2 separate regions of the Triticum aestivum genome follow, and region 2 is linked to region 1. Evidence: chromatin contacts called from public Hi-C data. All regions are on one chromosome and are shown on one strand. The core of a region is the stretch at or near the end of the contact, and the rest is flanking DNA. Distances in the headings are between cores, read along the strand shown. Region 1 has its middle 12 kb from the start of LOC123145192. Region 2 has its middle 6.7 kb from the start of LOC780621.

Region 1 (4,335 bases), core at 1,356-3,855:
CAGAAATGTAAGTAAAAGTAATAAACAAAAAAGAAAAGGAGAGAAAAAAGTTTCTCCCCCACTTGGCTGGCCCAATAGCACGTCACTTCAGGCTCGCGCTTGAGGCGAGTGAGGTAATAGTCACGCCCTACTTTAACCCAACCGTCCTCGTACTAACTAGTTTTCTACAAAATCTGCCTATTGCTCGCATTCAACTCGACGAAATGCAATGAAAAAATAACTTTTGGGAGATGCTGCTAGAAGTAACGAGTCCATCTATGACTGAGGCTACTTCTACGTGTAATGCACATATGGGTGAAGTGAAATTGAAGTTGGATCTGATTATATTAAAACAGTTAGAGTTATGAAAGAAACTGAATTTATAAATGGTTGGGAAGGTCATCTGGAAAGGCCTTGTCCGAGGGAGGCAAATCAAGTTTCTCGGAAATAGCTAAGAGTTTTCACAGTAGCCAAACGAAGTTTCTCGGAAATAGCTAAGAGTTTTCACAGTAGCAAAACTTAATGTAATTGGTCGATGAACCTTCGGGCTTTATCTTGAGTAAATTTTCAAACCGTGTAGTGTTGTATATTTAAGCAATTTTTCATATAGTATAATCCAGCAGTATGATAGATTAATCATGTCGAACTGAGAAAACATGATGATCAAAAGAAAAAAAATCTACGCATAGTAGACACGTAACCATGTAGATATGATAAAAGCAACATGTCAAGATCAATTCTTACTACTAATATTTCAGGGATAAGAACACATACGACATAGTGGAAGAGGCATTCGCGGTACCATCACTAGTGAGAGACATGTTGGTGAAGAGGTCGTCGACGTCGGGGATGAAATCATCATTGGGGAAGTAGTCGTGTGCAGCCATGGAAAAGAAGAATCTATCAGTCACGCGAAAGCATTCCCAAAAACCCGACTGCCTCTCTCCCGTAAAGCATCGCAAGAGGTGGGATTCCAGAGGCTTGTTGTCTCACTTGTCGGTGCACGCCGAGAAGAAAGATGAAAAGTACGCAGGCTACACAAAGTTTTGAAACAACGTGCCAGACGCATAAGAGGCAAAGGTCTCATACACACTTCTGAGAAGAGGAGCGACCTCTTATAGGCGAGTTCCAACTAACGTACTCATAAGAGAAAGGACAACAACCGTGAGAGTGGATTTTTGGAACCCAGGTGTATTGGAGGACTTTATTTTTAATACTTAAAAATCACATTTAAAGTTTTAAAAAATTCCGAAAAGAATTATAGGTGATCATATGGATGTATATTACATATGTGTAAAGTTTAGTGATGAAATAAGTAAACATGTAAGCTATACAAAAATAACAAAATGGTGCTTTCCAAATATTGAATAATACATGCACTATTCATCTTTCCAAAATCACGCTTTTGTCATTTCTGTGTAACTTGCATGGTTACTTATTTCAGCATCAAAATTTGCACACGTGTAATATGCATTAATATAAACATGTTGATTTATTTTCAGAATTTTTTGAAACTTCTAAATAGTTTTTTTTTTGCACTATTCAAAATATAGGGCTCCAATGCACCTGTCCTCCAAAGTGACTCTTTGCAACAACCATCCGTTATGGAGAGGAAAAGAATCAGTCATAACTGTTAAGTTTCATTTTCCACTAGTGATAAACTTTCCACACTCCTTGTGATGCATGAATAGGCCGTATGGGCCTTTGGAACTTTTTGGAAGAATTACTGAAAAATAATAACGGGCCATGTCCCAATAATTACAACATGTAGCCATAATTTGATGTGAAATCAAGCATGACATACACATGTGGCGGAAAATCACACGCTCATTTTTTTTTCTCACTGGACAAGATGTAGCACTACCTAATTACTCCTGTTTAATTTTTTTTGAGGGTCTTCTCGTGTTAATTTTTGTAAGTGAATAATCCGTGTATTCAAATTCATTGACTGCTTAACATTTGGTCTGATCTTTCGGGCTTCCCCATGGCAAAGTGGGCCAATGGACTGGTCCAACAACAAAGGTTAACTCCTGTAAGAAACAACAAAAAGTACCAACAACAAAAGCTTACGGAATGACTCTCACGCCATTCATGCACTACCAGTCTTGTACCAATAATCTACCAGTACATATATAATGAAGGAACATACTGCATATACGAAATGCGTCGGCGCGTTGGAGTTGCCCTTACGAAATGACCTCTCGTGCCATTCATACATACACATATCTACAGGAAAAAAAATCTACAGAGTCTTCTACCACCAGTACTACCAATACATTACGTACTGAAAATTCATCACAAGGCGCCAAGGCGGACGTAGACGCGCGCACTCCCCACACGCGCTGGAGGGTACACAGACCCACTTCATCCGCTGCGGTTGTAGTATAGCAGTAGTAGTACAGAGTACAGACTACACAACAAGCCAACACCAACGCAAAAGTATGGAGTCACAGGCAGCTCACGCACAAGAGCGGAGTCACAACCCGTGAGATCATTGCAGAATCAGTAGTACCTCGCTTGTCCTGTACCGCAGCGCCGATGTCGACAACAGGATCGTACATACCGCACGCCCCCAAGTGCACGCGGCCTCCTTTTCGCCCCTCCTGCCGCGCTGCATCCGTCCGTCGCAAAGGAGCGAGCAAGCGTCCGTACGCGAGTGACCACTGCCCCGCCCCATCTGAATCGATCGGGACGGGGCAGGCAGCGGCGCTTGGTCGTAGCATAGCTGGATACCACTGGATACCAGCGTGTTCTACCCCCTTGCGTTGAACCAGATCCAACTTCTTGCGTGAGAAATGGCATGTACATGTACTGCACCAAGGATGCACCATCTGTTTCCGGGACCGAACGTGATTTTATAGTCAGCAAGCGCCAAGCAGCAACACCCCCCAAAGAAATGCGGACAGGACAGGAGCCAAACTCAGGACCAGCCCCAGTATCCGGTCCGTGCGGTCGATCAGGTCCCCATTCCCACAACCAAAACCACTAGTGCTCCCTCTCTTTTCCCTCTTTTTTGACAGTTCTTCGCTCACCCATTAACTCTGCCGCAAGATGCGAAACCACCGAGCCGAGGCAAAATTTCATGTTTTGACCCCTTTACCATATAAATTCACGAGCTGATCCCGGCTGGGAAAAAACTCGGGATTTTACCCTTTCGCTACCGCCAGGGGTACTGGCGGTAGGGTTAGACGGAGGGGACGGCGGCCGTTTGCCCGAGCTGACGCGGATAAATACCCTATCGCCAGGGGTACTGACGGTAGGGTTAGACGGAGGGGACGGCGGCCGTCTGCCCGAGCTGACGTGGATAAGTACCCTACCGCCAGGGCCCCTGGCGGTAGGCTGTCTAACCCTACCGCCAGTACCCCTGGCGATAAGGTGTGGCTGGGTTTTGCCTCGCAAACTTTCTGTGACGAAATATTAAACTGCCCTGGCGGTAGGTTCACCCTACCGTCAAGGGGGTTGGCGGTAGGCTGTGTGACCCTACCGCCAGGGTCCGTGACGGTAGGGTCCTGTGTTTTATTGTTTTAAGTTCAATTGCTTGCTTCTTATCAAATTCAATATAACAGCAATATCACAGCAATATCACAGATTTTAAATAATTAAACTTGGGCATCACATACACATAGAACATGTCAAACGAAGTTCAACTAATTAGTAAACGGAGTTCCACATAGTTTCACAAATAATAAATACATAGATCCACAAATAACAAACACATAGTTCCACGTAGTTTCACAACCACTAGACAAGTTCAACCAAATAGCAAACACATAGACAACCCAACTACAAGAGCCAAGTATCCAAGAGCAGAATTAGTTGCTCCTTCCCATCTTGGGGGTACGGTCCTCGTTACTCTTTGAACGAGCCTCCTCAGTCTTCTTCTTGGGCCGTCGAGAAACCGGTCTCTGGAAAGGGTCCGGACTCAGCAAATCCTTCTTCTTCGGATTCCTCTTCGGCAGCTGAGGTGGTTGAGATGATTGAGTTGGTGGAGGTCCATAATCTTCATCGTACTCCTCCTCCCCGTTGCTCTCATCCTCCTCCTCCTCCCCTTCTTCATGTGTGGCCTCGTCCTCCTCATCCTCATCCTCCTCCTCCTCCTCCCCCTTAACCAACCTAGACGACGAGGGAACATGGCTCGATGAGCCGATGTGACCCTGTGGGGCTACAGGCTGATAAGCTTCAACCGACCCAGCTCCAGCACACCCAAGCAGCCCTACCAGCTTGCGACAACGCTTCACGAACTTCTGCACTCACAATGAAACAAGGGCATAATAAGTATCAGATTTATGATTGCAAGTGAACAAGATGCATCTGTTCCGTGGAGGCTGAAATTGTACCCTCATCGTCCCCCTCACT
Region 2 (4,179 bases), core at 975-3,474, 280 kb after region 1:
GCTCTACCACACACCCAAGGATTGGCTAACACGAACAGTCTGCTACCCACGCTCTCCCCAGAGCCAGAACCGCCGCCTCTGCCAGTCGCCGGAAACAAATGACGGATGGAGTCATGGAACCCACTCACCTAGCAGCCCACCGCTGATTTGCCACGTGGGGCTGCACTAGATCTGTGTCTTTGGGCTGGTTGGAGCATGAAAGGCATCGAGCGCGCAGGCGGGAGCACCGACCCGCTACCACGACGCTCGCGCCAGGCGTGTTGCAGGCCTCCATCGACAGGCTCCCGCGCCTTACGCTGGCGAGCCAGGATCCCCGCTCCTCACGCCGACAATGCGAGCGGCCAACAACAGGATTGCCGACTGGTGAGTAAGAATCCAAGGATGGAGGGGTGAGGGTGGCGTTGCTTCAGAGCGGGGGGGGGAGGCAGAGCCGACGAGTACCTATAGACAGAGGCGGAGGCGCGCGAGCTGCCGTTCCATGGCCATCGGATCTGGCGCGTGATGCAGATCGGCGGAGCTGCAGATGAGAGGTCGACATGGGCAGCAGGCCAGGGAACCAAGAATATGCCCGTCGTCAACGACGGCCAGCTGGTCCCCGGCCTCCCCCTCCAACCTCGGCGACGTGGAGGCGAACGGCGAGGTGTCGACTCCCGGCCTGCCGCTACGCGCGCCCAACCAGCTCTCCAGCTCGGCGCTCCCTGCCGCCGTCGTCTCTGGAAACGGCAACGGGAACCGGCCTCCCCCACCAACCTCGGCGAAGCGGAGGCGGTAGGCGAGGTCCCGCGCGGTGATGGAGATTGCAGTGGGGAGTGGCGAGAGTGACGAGGAGAGAAGGCGGTGGGGAGGGGAACGGATAACTCGTCCGGGCAAAAGCGTCAAGTGCCACACGTTCGGGCGAACGCTCTACCACCCGCACGCCTCACTATGCCTACGTGGCACGGGAGATGCCGGCTGATTCCTGTAAGGTTCGTGCACTGCAAATCAACGGTGATTAGCGCGTGTGGGCGAGATGCAAACGCCCACACGTGTGGGTGTTAGTGTTTCCGATCTTTTTTAGTTTCCTAGGCTACTACGCGAGAGGCTGAGCGAGGCGCTGAGATTGGCTTCATTTTTTATTTTCACTCGAAGACCAGCATGCCTGTACGTAATGTACATATACCTGGGAGGCCCCCCTACTTTTGGAGGGGCCGGGGCGCCCCGTTCGCCCCTCCCCAGGACCGGCACTCCCCCCCCCTCCTTCCCGCTGCCACCGCCTACACGTAGGGCTACGACCGCTCCTGTGGCCGGAGGGGCAAAGGACCAGCGAGGAAGTGGTGAAGATGCTCGGCCCTCTCCTTCTCTGTTTGCATTTTAGTAATTTTAGTTTAGATCTCTATCCGTTCCTCGGCTGAACTATCATGCCTAACTCTGTTTTTTTGGGTCCGGTTAAGCTGTGATGTTCATGCAATTTTTTCTGTGTTCCAGAATGTAGTTTTTTGAAATAGATGTTCTGGAACTTCGTTGATATGTACTCCATGGATTTAAGATGTCAGATATGAGGTGCACCGGTGTAGACGCGATGACTTGAGAATTATCCGGTCACGGACGCGCCCGAGTCCACGTACATACAGGGAGCCGCAACACAGTTTTGAGCGCGGACAGGTTGGGAGCTGATCGGCAAGTCCCATCACCGGATGGAGGCATCGAGCTAACGTGCAACGGGGGGCCACTCACGTGGCGCCGCCTCAAAAGCCATGGACAGACGCATAGATGCATGATGAGCACGTACTGTTCCTACCAGTAGCAGCAAGCTGTTCGTGCTGGTTGGTGCATCGGCGCTAGCTCTTGCTGCTGCCCCTCGGTAGGTGGCAGGTCGAACAGCCGAGGAGTAGGCCATCATTTGTCGTTACGACTCGAAGGCACGTACCATGAGAATCATGGCGTCTCGTGCCCCGGATGCCACCGATCAAGTAACGCTGCCGCCGGTGGGCCGACAGGTTCGGCCTGGCGCGTCAAAGACAGCTTCACACGATAACATGTGCGCATCTTAAAGGGCGTATATGGGTACGTATAATTCGATGCCCATCGGACCGCGAGAGTTGGCCACTGCTCGTGGACCAGCGCGCAGTACGTGTGTGTGCCTGAGATTCTACTACTACCATGCTGCATCATGCATGTGCTACTCGGCACTCGCCTTACCAGGCACAGAAGTTTCTTTCCGGAACAGCTATATCACGCATATGGTGAGTTACAGTGTGCTGTCGCCTGCGTGAGCCGGCGTGGGCCGGTCCAAAAGAGTGTGGGTTCAGCACTGCCATGGTTAGGCGATTTTCCTAAATAAAATGTTGTTACATGATGAACCCGTGTACATGATAAACATTTTACAATTATACTATGACCATTCCTTTAAGTACACTATGAAAAATTCATCAATACACGAAGAATGATTTTTTTAATACGTGATAATACATCTTTACACTTGATGAACATTATTTAAATATGTGATCATTCTTTTAAATTAAATGATATTGTTTAAAATACATGATAGATTTTTAGTTAATACTGTAATCAGTTTTTTTTTGAAATGCACGATTTTTTTAGATACACTATAAATAGTTTTTGAAATGCAACATGAACATTTTTTAAATCATACAATGAAAAGGTTTTTGATCCATGATGAACATTTTCTGAAAACATGATGAACATTTTTCTAAGAACACACTTTTTAATTACTTTTTTGTGAACCAGCCTGCTATTGGATGGTTAGAAGGATAGTGATATCCCCGGCCCACCAGGGTTCAAGTCTCAGACTTGACACTGGTGCTCGTATTTTTCTGGATTTATTCCAGATCTTCCGGCGATGTGCGTTCAGTGAGAGGAGACATTCCTGTTGACTATGATGCATATGTCGCGGCTTTGTCAATCTCAAGATGATGTACCAGCACAGTCTTTCGGAGGTACTCATAGTGATAGGATGTGCATGCGTGTGTATGAGCATTTGTGTCTGGACCGTGTTTTTTTTACTCTTTTTAAACATACGTTGAAACGTTTATATGATATTAATAAATTATAAATAATTTTCCAAATGTATATTTTTATACAATGTTTTGAAATACATATAAAAGAGAAAAAAGCAAAATAGAAAACTAGCAAAATCGTACGTTCATAGCCCGCGCCATGATAGGGATTGGGAAATGTGGCAAGGGAAAAAGGGTAACGAAGTGGCGTCCGTCCTTCACAGGCTAGGTGGAAAACATGTTTTGTAGTGAGGAAACGTGTGGCTCGCTCTAATTTTATTTTAGGCAAACTCCGAAGCTTTTTATTCGACCGCCACAATGTTTACAGAGACGACATTAAGATCATTGGGCTAACCTAATCAAACTTGACGGCCGGCCCCTAAGGATAATGCATGCTTCACGAGTTTGTGAGTCTCAGCATTCGAGCTCCTAAATTCATGGATAATATTACAAAAAGTAAAAAGAGTTTTCAGTTTATGATTTCATGTATGATCGCTCCGTAGATCGTTGGGTTCTTCTGTTGTATATCATCCATTACCACTTTGCAATCTGACGCCACTTGAATGCTCCTCTCATACAATCATCTGCTAAGGCCAACGCCTCCCTGATGGCCAATGATTCAAGAGTCGCCGGCTCAGAAATATTTGGGAAAACCACTGCCGACTCACCAAGGAACATACTGGCTTGATCTCTCCAGATGGCACCCACAGCTCCATATGATACTCCTCTCCCAAGAACGGCGTCAACATTTAATTTTGCTGGCCCAGCAGGCGGCGCGATCCACTGTGTTGACCTATTCGGGGATGAAACACGCACATGAGTCACCCTAGGTTCGATTGCTCGCAGCTCGCGTAAGTAATGTCGAACAAAGCTATGGACAACAAATGGGCTTTGATATTTCCATTGCACTCCCCACACTGTCCAAAGAGTCACTACAAAGGTGGTGAACTCTTCATCTGCAAGTGAATCATGCATAGCAAACAACCAACATTTTGCATTGTCATCAATGTTTGTACTAAATTGTTCAGTAATTGCATATTCCGCGCCATTTTCACGGAATAGTGGGCAAAATTATTCGACGCATGGGGGACAACGTGTTGGTCTCGCCTCTAGAAGGCAACATGGCCGATTTTTTTGACAAAATTTTCCTTTTTCCCCTGCGTATTATATTTTTTCCCACTTA

The links. Hi-C and Micro-C count contacts between places; a contact is called where the count stands out from the background.
Region 2: a contact with region 1 is called in a Hi-C map of leaf, with 4 times the contacts expected there. The contact joins two enhancer-like sites. A contact is called at or near these places in 3 of 5 Hi-C or Micro-C datasets (leaf and an unstated tissue).

Annotation. Positions count from the first base shown.
Region 1 is chr6D:375,378,931-375,383,265 of IWGSC CS RefSeq v2.1, forward strand. It overlaps the pseudogene LOC123142617. Among protein-coding and RNA genes, the nearest start is that of LOC123145192, 12 kb to the right of the region's middle. Within about 2 kb of position 2,606, at least 6 of the 8 cell types and tissues checked have an H3K27ac peak or open chromatin away from gene starts, as enhancers often do.
Region 2 is chr6D:375,659,092-375,663,270 of IWGSC CS RefSeq v2.1, forward strand. No RefSeq gene overlaps it. Among protein-coding and RNA genes, the nearest start is that of LOC780621, 6.7 kb to the right of the region's middle. Within about 2 kb of position 2,225, at least 4 of the 8 cell types and tissues checked have an H3K27ac peak or open chromatin away from gene starts, as enhancers often do.